2 separate regions of the Rattus norvegicus genome follow, and region 2 is linked to region 1. Evidence: chromatin contacts called from public Hi-C data. All regions are on one chromosome and are shown on one strand. Each heading gives the region's core, a stretch centred on a gene start, on an enhancer-like site or on the middle of the called end of the contact. The rest is flanking DNA. Distances are from core to core; before and after follow the strand shown. Region 1 overlaps B4galt5 (beta-1,4-galactosyltransferase 5). Region 2 has its middle 36 kb from the start of B4galt5.

The links. Hi-C and Micro-C count contacts between places; a contact is called where the count stands out from the background.
Region 2: a Hi-C map of prefrontal cortex shows a contact between it and region 1, with 2.1 times the contacts expected there. The contact joins two enhancer-like sites. A contact is called at or near these places in 10 of 12 Hi-C or Micro-C datasets (the A7r5 cell line, the Rat2 cell line, Schwann cells and 6 more).

The regions. Positions count from the first base shown.
Region 1 is chr3:176,436,020-176,441,400 of GRCr8, reverse strand. B4galt5 (beta-1,4-galactosyltransferase 5) reads left to right here. Exons shown (of 5, transcript NM_001108608.1): 5 at 2,912-4,328. The coding sequence ends at 2,951. Among named protein-coding and RNA genes, the nearest start is that of B4galt5, 14 kb to the left of the region's middle. Within about 2 kb of position 2,545, at least 38 of the 93 cell types and tissues checked have an H3K27ac peak or open chromatin away from gene starts, as enhancers often do. A contact at or near this core is called in prefrontal cortex, where this site is marked.
Region 2 is chr3:176,486,051-176,491,431 of GRCr8, reverse strand. No RefSeq gene overlaps it. Among named protein-coding and RNA genes, the nearest start is that of B4galt5, 36 kb to the right of the region's middle. Within about 2 kb of position 2,366, at least 86 of the 93 cell types and tissues checked have an H3K27ac peak or open chromatin away from gene starts, as enhancers often do. A contact at or near this core is called in prefrontal cortex, where this site is marked.

The sequences.
Region 1 (5,381 bases), core at 1,296-3,795:
GCAGCGGGCATGTAGCTGGGACAGGCTGCTGGGAGCACAAGTCTTCAACCTCAGGCATGAAGTGGCGAGAGCAAACTGGAAATGGCTGTGAACTCTCAGTGCCTGCTTCCAGTGACTGGCTTCTTCCAGCAAGGCCACATCTTTTAACCTTCCCCAAACAGCACTGCTGTCTGGGGACCAAGGGTTCAAATACTGAAGCCTACAGGGTACATTTGTCAGGAAACCACCACAGTCGCATATGCTGTTAATCCCCGCCCTTGGCAGGAGAATCTCTGTGAGTTCCAGGTCAGACAGATCTATATAGGGAGTCAGCTACACAGAAGACCCTGTCTCAAAAAGGTTGTTGGTCTCAGTAGCACCACCATAATCCCAGCCATGGGAAGTGGAGGCCTCAAATCCCCTGGCTGTCCACCTGTGTGATGAGCTCTAGGCCAGCGAGGGGCCTGGTCTCCAAAAAGGAAAGTCACATGGTGCCTGAAGAGACATGCAACATGCAAGGTTGTCTTCTTACCTTCACAAGCACACAAGTGCATGTGCATGCACACACATGCGCGCGCGCACACACACACACACACACACACACACACACACACACACACACACACACGAAAAGTTGGCTGCTGAGTGACCATCAGATCAGTTAGCTGAGTGAGAAGTGCTTGGACATTGCTGCTGGTGAGGTCATGAGGTGTTGTAAAGTTTACTAGTCTCTCTAGCGTCTCACTGTTACTCCTTTGGTTTTGGACAGGGTACAAAATGCAGGCTATTCTGTGAGCCGGCCAGAAGGGGACACAGGAAAATACAAGTCCATTCCTCACCACCATCGAGGAGAGGTCCAGTTTCTTGGCAGGTTGGTACTGTGTTCTGGTCCTCAGGGTGGCTTTCAGCCACTTTCTTCCCTCACCTTCCTTAGCCAGGCCTGTTCTGTTGAGTTTGTCTCTGTGCCTCGGCCTGGCCTCCAGCACTGTCCTCCTGCCTTCGACCCCCTCAGTGCTGGGATCACTGGCTGTACACCCCTGTGCCTGTGTGTGGGTGGGCATCATGGGTGTGCATCTCTTCTGATTAACCAAGGTCGACATTTTAGGTGACCATTGGTGAGCCTTAGATCCTCGGATCTCCTCTGCAGGCAGGGAGTTGGGTCACCTCTGCTAACACCCGAGCTGTGAAGGTGTCTACCAGGGGGTGGTAGGGCTCTAAGCCTGACTACTTTTTGTCCGCTCCTCTGAAAATCTCTTTCCTGAGCTTCCCAGTTCTGACCTTGGATTAGACTCTGGGGCCTCCATTTCCTTGGGCCTAAGAGGCATTAGATGAGCTGCTGTGAGGCTGGCCCAGGCAGCTGCCCTTGGCTTGTGAAGCTGGGATATCAGCTCTCGTCCCCCTCTGTCCTCGGCTTCCCAGGTACGCTCTGCTGAGGAAGTCAAAGGAGCGGCAAGGACTGGACGGTCTCAACAATCTGAGCTACTCTGCTAACGTCACGTACGACGCCTTGTATAAAAACATAACTGTCAACTTGACACCCGAGCTGGCTCAGGTGACTGAGTACTGAGACTCGAGGAGAAACCACACCCACCTACCCACCCCTCGGACAGGCTGTGATGCGCCATCGTGGGGTCAACACAGGAGGACAGAAAGAGAGTGGAGCACAGGACCACAGGGCTCCAGAAAACTGTCACAGAGCACATGCACAAAGGCCTTCGCTGCAGGGCCCAACAGGGACAGGAGACTTGAGGACACTGTCATCAGCACTGGCTTCTATTCCACAAGACAGATGTCTGCCCTGCTGCTCTCTTCCGTCCACCCAGGTCCTGTCTCAGCTGCAACCTCCAGAATTGCAGGGCCAGGCTAGGCGCCCCTAGGATAGACGGATGGCCAAGCCCAGAGGCTTCCATGGTCAGCCAGCCCTGGCTTGAAGCAGACCGGCTATGCCGGTCTCTGCATCTCTGGAGTTCTCTTTGGCTTTCATTTGGTTTAGTTTAGGGTTTTTTTTTTTTTCTTTTCTTTTTAAAGAAATTTTTCTGCTTTAGGTGGGGACTGAGGGCGGAGGGGAGGAACTTGGGGTGATAGACACATACCAGTCACTTCTTGAAGAAGTGCAGTTGTAAATAAGCCATGTAAGATGCCTTTTTAAAGTTTAATTTTATAGCTGGCTCCACTTCAAAGTGAGAGCTTCACATATTAAGATCACCTTGGGTGGCAAACACAACTTGGTTCCCACACAGTTGAGTGCCATCTCCCAAGTCCCAGTCATCTAGGAAGGAAATGAATGCAGTCCGGTCCTTACAGCCCCTCTTGTCTGCCCTGCCCCTCCTTTCCTGCCTCTCCCCTCCCTTCCTTCCTCCTTCCCCCTCTATAGGGTCTTCCTCCTAGAGACTCAGCAGCTAAGCTGGAAATACTGTTCGGGGCACAGTGCTGTCCCCTCTTACAGACCCCGAGCCAGCCGGGATGTGTAGGGGGAGGGGAGGCAGAGGCACAGGGCACAGGCTTATCACTCCAGTGTGGCTGGCAGGGCCTGGAGAACAGGAGATCTGAGGCCAGTGAGCTATGTCACAAGTTCCAAGTCAGCCTGTGCTGTGTATGCAGCCCACTCCAGCTCCACATCTCACATGCAGAGTGGCTGTTGGGTGACTGTTCCCTCTTTTCTTTGGAACTTGGCCACAGTTTCTCTGGGCCCTGCTTGCATGACCAGCTGGCTTCAGTGATTTCTCCGTTTCCCTTTTTAGTTTCTAGGAAGCTGCTGTGCTTGTGCTAAGAAGCCATTGGTTGGGGAGGGCACAGCCAGGGAGCAGGTGGCACTGGGGTGCATGGCGGCCAGGGTCCAGGTGAGCTCTCACCAGATCCTTGACAGGCGGCCCAGCAGTCCCCCTGCTTCCTGACATCAGCTCCTAAAGGGCACCTCCTTCCTGAACCAGAGCTCCTTCCTGTGTCTGCCTCCCTGCAGCCTCTGTCCCTGAAGCAGGGATCTGTGTGTGGCGAGGAGCGTTCTCCTCTGGCCTCTGCTCTTCGCCTTTTTGCCTTCAGCACCCTTGATGTTCATGGTTTACATGGGTGGGGGTGGGGTGTAGATACACGGGGATGGGGTTTACATCACACAGTTGGTTCTGAGGACAGATGATCCCCACAGACTGTGGGAGTGATTGGCCAGGCCTTTTTTTTTGTTCTTTTTGTAGAGTAGAGTGGTATCTAGGGAACAGATGGCGCTGCAGAGCGCTTCCCGCTCGTATGAGAGAGCAGGTGCCTGCCCTTGAGAGCGCTGGTGAACCACGTCATCTGTTTGCACTGGGCAAGGAGCTGCACGAGGCGCTGCGTTGACTTGCCTTTGTCTTACGGTACACACAGCAATAAAGATTGGGTTCCGCCTGCCCGGCTCAACCCTCTGCCCCCTGTGTTAGTTTTACAGTGCGGGGAAGGAAACCCATGGCTGATGTGCTAGGCAAGAGCTCTGCCACTGAGTCACGGGTCCAGCCCCCTCTCCCCTCATCCTTCTGTTTCCACTCTGAAGGTCAGGGATGCTGTCGCTGTGGTAGAGCCTTGGTGTCCTTGGAGGGACAGTGGTGTGTGTAGCATGTGTCCTGGCTGAAGCCCTGCATCCTCACAATAGCCACAGGGCACCTTTTTAAGCCAAAGGCTGATACTTGATTTAAGAAGGAAAATGCAGATTTGGGGACAAAGAAAGGTCTTTTTACTGCTCAAGTCGGGTCACTTATGTTCCCTTGCAATCATGTCCAAGTTTGTTATTAGTGTGGACTCTTGTGGGCACTGTCAGTCATTGTCCGCCCAGTCACATACCGAGTGGGAAATGTCACAGTCAGAGCCACACCACTGGACCACACATTAGGTCATTGCTTAAAGAAAATGACATTGAGAATCAAGTGTGACCTTGGTGTACTTTGGCAGCTGAAATTACTCCATGCTACAGACGAGTGACCCTTAAGCCGACCTGCCCTTGACTGACTGCCCTGTGTGTGCAAGGTCTCTCTCCGCACAGGCTTTCTTTGGGGAGGGGGGATTTGCAAAACTTTAATTTTGCTAAAATGGGGACTCCTGTCATCGAGTTCCTTCCTCAGAGCGGCAGAGCACACACTGACTGTGCCTACCATCGACGAGGCACTGACGCCACTGGCTTAGCCACCATTACTGTCTTTGTTCTGAGCTTGCTCTTTGTTTTAAAGGTGCCAGGGGGACATTTTTGCACTGAAGCCTAAAGATGTTTTAAAAACACTTTTCACAGAAATAGTCCTTGTCATTACATTGTTCACTCATGTGTTTGTACATTTTTGTATGTTAATTTATGAATGATTTTTTCAGTAAAAAATACATATTCAATAACCAAACCTTGGTGGTCATCTCTCTTTCCAACTGCCTTTCATGGAGGTCCCCCTCCTCTGTAGAACACTACACACGGGGGACACCAGCAAAACGAAGGGAAGATTTGGTTCCAGACCATTCTTGGTGGGCAGTCCTGGTTGCTTTCTACCCGATTCTGCTTGCATTGTAATCACAAACTGCTATGAATTGAAGGTTTGTCATTGCCAGTGTGTGTGAGTTTTGATTTGAGCTTCTGGTAGACATGCACCACCAAGTTCAGTTTGTGTAGTGCTGGAATTAGCATCCAGGCCTTCGTGGTCGTTGGTCAACGCTCCATCAACAGAGCCCTAGCTCTGTCTGTCCCTCCATTTGTCCATCCATCCTCCCTTCCTTCCATGAGTACAGATGTTTTACCTGAATGTCTGTGTCCAACCTGTGTGTTTGGGGCCCACAGAAGCCAGAAGAGAGTCTTGCTCACCTGGAAATGGAGTTATAAACGATCATAAGCCACCATGTTGGTGGTGGGAATTGAATCCAAATTCTTCGCAAGAGTAGTCCACACCCTTAACCAATGAGCTACCTCTCCACCCACCCCTCCACCCTGATCCCCACAACACAGGAGGAAGCCCTGTATCTGGGCACTGTAAACAAAAATAAGACCTGAAAGCAAGCTCTCCAAGGGGGCTAGGAAGCCACTTTCAGTCTGTACAGTGTTCTGGGGAAAATGGCTGCTGGCTGGTCCTCACTTGGTCCAGGCAGTAGCCTTGTGAGATGGAACTGGAGAGGTGGGTGAGGGGAGCCGCGTGCTCACAGCAACAGAAAGCAGGCAGAACTCAGCAGGACCAGTGGGAGAGGGAGGGAGGCCGGCACATAGTAAGAATGGGGATTTAGCTCAGTGGTAGAGCGCAGGCAAGCGCAAGGCCCTGGGGTGGGGGGGTGGGGGTGGGGAGAGAATGATGGGAGTTGGGGCATTTGACAGGGACCTCACACAGTCTCTAAGGATGTCACCAGCTGCGGGGCAGGGGTGAGGAGCAAAGGTGTCAGGACTGATAGGTGTGATGGAGAAAAGTAGCTAG
Region 2 (5,381 bases), core at 1,117-3,616, 50 kb before region 1:
CTGAGGATTTACCAGCTCTCAAAGCTGCTGCCAGAAGTGCCACCTTTTCTTTTCATGCTGAGTTTCGTTTCTGTTGAAAGGGAGTGATTGACCACAGGAACCACCCAGTCAACTACACTCAGCATACATGGGGTTCAGACTGGAGACACCACCCAGTCAACTATACTCAGCCTTCGTGGGTTTCAGACTGGAGAAACACTCAGCGGCTCAGGACCTGGGCGACCTTTACAAAGGCGTTGGTTTTTCTCTGCCCCTGGGAATTGGAATCGAGACAGTCCTGCCCAGAGATGCTATCTCATTCCTACATGTTTATGCATTGTGTAATGGTTCCCTCAGGGCAGGCATGGGGAACCTTCAGGAGAGTTTGAGGAAAGAGCCTTGTTACTTGCGATTCTCCTTTGAGACAGGGTCTGGCAGTCGGTGGATTGACTGTGTTAAGAACAGGAATGATTCGAATTGCTTCAGTACCTATTACAGGCTGGACACTTTACAGAGACTCTGTCCTCAATCCTCACCGTGGAATCCCAGTCAGGAGCAACAGGGGGCCTCTGCTTAACAAGACCTTTCATGAGTCTCATGTTTACTGAGTAGAGGTCAGAGGACAGGGCAAGGGCACGGCAGGAAGAACTGGTCAGGATGAAGGAGGAGGACAGGAAGAAACGGGACTAGCAGTCTTTAGGGTCCTGTTGAGCCTCTGGCCATGCTTCTTTGCTTACTAGGGCGGATGCTTCAGCCTGAAAAGACCCATCTCATCCCCTCTAAACCCACCTTGACTTCCTATGCTCTTTTTCTTTTAAACATTTTCTATAATATCTATTTTACTTATCTTGAATATATTGGTGTGCAAGCGTGGAGGTTGGCTGAAAAAGTCCAAAGAAGGGGCTTGATCTGCCTTCAGTGAATCCAAGGCCAGGCATGGATGCCTTCCCTCTGAGGAATCCTGCCCCAAGCTCACTTACTTTCCTGTGGAGCCTGCTCTGGGACTTTTGGAACTAGCCATCTGTTTCCTCTGGTGTTAGCGGGTACTCCGCATCCCTCTGCTGCTCTTCTGGGGACTGGGCACTGAGCTCTGGGGACAGATGCAGCAGGAAAGAAAACAAAATCCCTGTCCTTGTGGAGCTCTGATCTGGGAAACCAAAAGGAACACATAACCCAAGGGTGGCTTTAGAGAAGAAGGGAAAGTCAGGGCTCAGAAACACACACGACAGTGCAGAATGAGAAATGTAAATGGCGTTAGTGGTCAAGCCTGGGTGGCAGGCCACTTTCAATTTGAGCCCTTACTTCACAATTTAGTCTTTCCAGAAACTTGTTCTCTCATCTGTGCCATAGGGTTAAAGGGCACAGTGGGGGAGTCACTACCTCAGGACTTAGGCTGTTATTGGCTGAGAAGCCCCATCTCGACAGTTGCCACTAATGTTCTGTCCAGTAGGATGTGACCTCGTTTGGATCTCTCTTTCCTTCCTGGGATTTTATCCATGCTGGCCTTGGATTCATTGAAGGCAGATCAAGCCCCTTCTTCCTTTGGGCTTTTGCATTTGTTGTTCCCCTTAGTGGGGCTTCTCTTTTTCCAGTTTGCACTTTCTCACCCTTTTGTGTTCATGCCACCTACGGAGTCCCCCTTCATGCCCCCACCCTACACCAGAGCAGAATGCATTAAAAACATTTTCATGTTCAGTTGTTTTCATATCTCTCATCATCATCTGTTATTATTGACTTTTTTCTCTTATCCACATGAATGCAGGTTCCCAGAGGAACCTTTGCTCCGTGGAGCATCCCCAGCCCCAGGATCCGTAACTGCCAATTTATCCTAAATGGTGACTGGAATGGACGAATGAGGGCGAACACGAGTGCCTGGGCCTCTGCATCCCTACTCTCCTGAAGCGGCCCGCTAACTGGCTACTCACACATTGTCCGCCGCCCTCGACCCCCGCCGCGTGGGGTGCTCGCACGGGAACCAACTAGTACTAGCGAGACGCTTCCTGCCAGCATGGGCGGCGGCCGCTCGAGGATCTTGCGGCTAGGGTGCACGCGCGTGAACCCCGCCCCGCCCCCATATCCAGGCCCCGCCCCAGAGATGTGCTTCCCCAGCCTGTAGGCCCTGCCCATTCCCGCCCCCTTGCCTCAGGCCACGCCCTTCTCTCCTCCCCGTCAGGTTTCAGGCTTGGTCAGGGGCAAAATGCTTGTTATGCTCGCGGCCCCGCCCTTATCCCCTTCTCCATCAGATCTCAAGCCCGGTCCCGGCCGGTGTGCTTCTCAGGCTCGCGGCAGCACCCTTAACATCAGGCCCCGCCCTCGTCCCGCCCCTACTCTAGGCCCCGCCCCTCTTCGGTCCCCATCAGGCCTGCCTTAGGTTTGGTACCCCCATCTGCTCCTCAGGCTGCGGGCCTTGCCCTCGCCCCGCCCTCAGCATCAGACCCCGCCTATCACCCCGCCCTCTTACCAGGCCCCGCCCCGCCGCCTCGCCCCCGCCGCTGCGCTCCTCTGGTCGCCGGCCCCCTCCCGCCTCATGTGGCCCGGCCCGCGGCGGCCGGCGGCTGAAAGCGGCGAGGCGGCGGCGCGCGAAGCCCGGAAGGCGGCGACCGAGGCCCAGGCGGCGAACCGGAGCGGCGGGAGCGGGGCCCGGGTCGGCCCTCGAGCGGCCGCCGGCTCAGCATGCGCGCCCGCCGGGGGCTGCTGCGGCTGCCGCGCCGCTCCCTGCTCGCCGCGCTCTTCTTCTTCTCGCTGTCGTCCTCGCTGCTCTACTTCGTCTATGTGGCGCCCGGCATAGGTAGGAAGGCGACCCCGCGGCCACCCCACGCCCCTTCCCGCCGCGGCCCGCGCCGCCGCCCCGGCCGGCCCCGCGCTCCGTGACTCGCCGTTTCCTGCCGCGCCACCCCGCAGCCCGCCCGCACGCGCGGCCTCCTCCCTGACGCAGCCGCCCGCGCCCCCCGCGGCCGCGCGTTGGCTGCCCAGACCCGGCGGTGCTGCGGGCTGCGCGTCCCTTTCCCCTCCCCCTCCTCCTCCCCGGAGCCCGCCGCTCGCCCGCGGCTCCTCATAGCGGACCCGACCTGCTCTGGGGACCGATGGGAAGTTTGAATTGGCTTTGGAGGAGGTGCTGTGACAGGGGCCTTGGGGAAGCGGTGCCAGGTGGAAGGGAGGGGGCGCTCAGAGAAGAAACGGATGGGTAGCAGCTCTCCAAGGCCCGCCCTTTAGAGGGGGAGACCGCCTGGGGCGAAAACGAGCCCTTCCCGGAACAGACTGGACGCTGATGGGAAGGCAAAGGCAGCGTGAGGGTTAAAGGCAGAGGACACTGAGGTCGGATGTCCTGTATGACCTTGGGCCCTCAGCTTCTCTCCTGTGAAATGGGGGCACGAATCCCAGCCTATAAGGGACGGAGGGCCATAAATGCCCTTTAAGCTTTTATCGCTATAGCGGACGCCCCAAGTCTTCAAAATAAATACATAAATAAATATCTGCTGTTACAGGTAGTTTGGGGGACAGAAGGGGATAGGTTTAAGAAATGCGACTGACTTGCCTGCTTTAATATAGTCTTGGAGTGCTAGAGAAAACTTCGGCCCATGGTGAAAAATGAGAAGATGCTGTTGGGGGTGGGGCCGAGGGCGAGAATTCTGGATGGTTGGGATGGGTGCCGCTGAGGGGAAGTGCCTTTGAGATCGGTAGTAGTAAATGCTGCTGTTCTCTGTTGACCTGGCAACTCGGAACTGGCAGAGAAATTTCCAGAGAGTGGGAGGTTCTCCCCTGCTTTCACTTGATGGTTGAAAGTTGGTGTTCATGCTGCCAGCCTGACCTCTGAAGACGAAAAAGCTAACTTGAGATTGTCCTAACTGACTGGGTGAGTGGCGTCCCACTAGGGATGTATAATTACTGTGGCTTGTTAGGCTTGCCAAGTAGAAGGGCAGGCATTTTGGCTGAACAAGAATAGATAACTAATTAGTGGAATTAATTGAGAAGAGAGCTCATTAGCAAACAGGATATTAGATTCTCATAAAATGGGTGTGGAGTGATGGGTTTAAACTTACAGGCATCTTCCAGCCAGACCCTCTATTTTTTGTCCTTTTGTGAAAGTGACAGGTGTTTCTGGTCTGGGTCTGTGTATGTCCTGCATCTCCATGGTGATCAGCTGTTTTTGATGAGAAAGAATAGAAGCCAGGCTCTCCAACAGAAATGAAACTTAACTTAGATTTCTCTGCAGTAGATTGTAGGTCAGTGGAGCTCCTGTGTGTGCCACCACCAGGCTTAGCATCCTAAACCCTGTGTCACTGCAAGACTCAACTCTTTTGGGATTTCATTAGTGACTTTAGAAGTGTTTGAGAGAACAGATCCATTGCCATTCAAAGTCTGTTGGTCAAGAATAGGACCAGCAGGGCTGGGATGTAGCTGGGTGGGAGAGTGGTACCTAGCGTTCTACAAGGTTCTGGGTTTGATTCCTAGCACTGCAAACAAGAAAAGAGGGTGGAGGGGAGTGGTAAAGAGAAGACATTTTATAGTTTGCATCACTGCACTTACACTTAGCTATTTGACTGTTTCATTTATACTGCCTTTTAAAAAGATATGTTGTACTTTATGTGTATGGATGATGTGCGTGCATATATGTCTGTCGTGCATGGGTGTGTGTGTAGCTATGTGCCACATGCATGCAATGCAGAGGACACTGGATCCTCTGGAACTGCAGTTACACATATTTAGCAGCCACCCTGTTGGTGATAGGAACCGAACCTGGTTTCCCCCAAGAGCAGCAGGTGTTCTTTGCTGAGCCAACTCACCAGCCTCTTCCATGCCTTTCTTGTTAAGGAACTTAATTTTTCAAATGTCTAGCTTTCCACTGTGCTGTGGTAAGTCTATCCTGAAGGTTGAGGCAGTCTAGAGAATGTAAGGGTTTGTGTTCCCTAGGGTATAAAACCCTTATTTGAGATGGTTATAAGGAATGAACTGAAACTGTGCTTCATGGTGCACACCTCTAATCTCAGTACTCCGGAGGCAGAAGCAAGAGGATCTCAGTGAGTTTGAGGCCAGCTTGGTCTACATAAGTGAGTTTCAGGATGGCTCATCAGTTAAGAGCACTGGTTGTTCCAGAGGACCTGAGTTCAATTCCCAGCAGATACCCGGCAGCTTACAGCCACTTGGAACTTTGAGTCTAGGAGATCCATTGCTCTCTTCTGGCCTCTGCACTAGGTATGCACTTGCACGGTGCAGACAACCAGGTAGGCAGAACACCCATACACATTAAAATTTTCAATTTTAATGTTTTTTTTTTGAGACATGTAGGACAGGCTAATCCCAGAACTAGTAGCAACAAAAAATAATTTCATGGGTGGGGTCAGCACAGCCTGAGGAACTGTATTAAAAGGTTGCAGCATTGAGAAGGTTGAGAACCACCACAC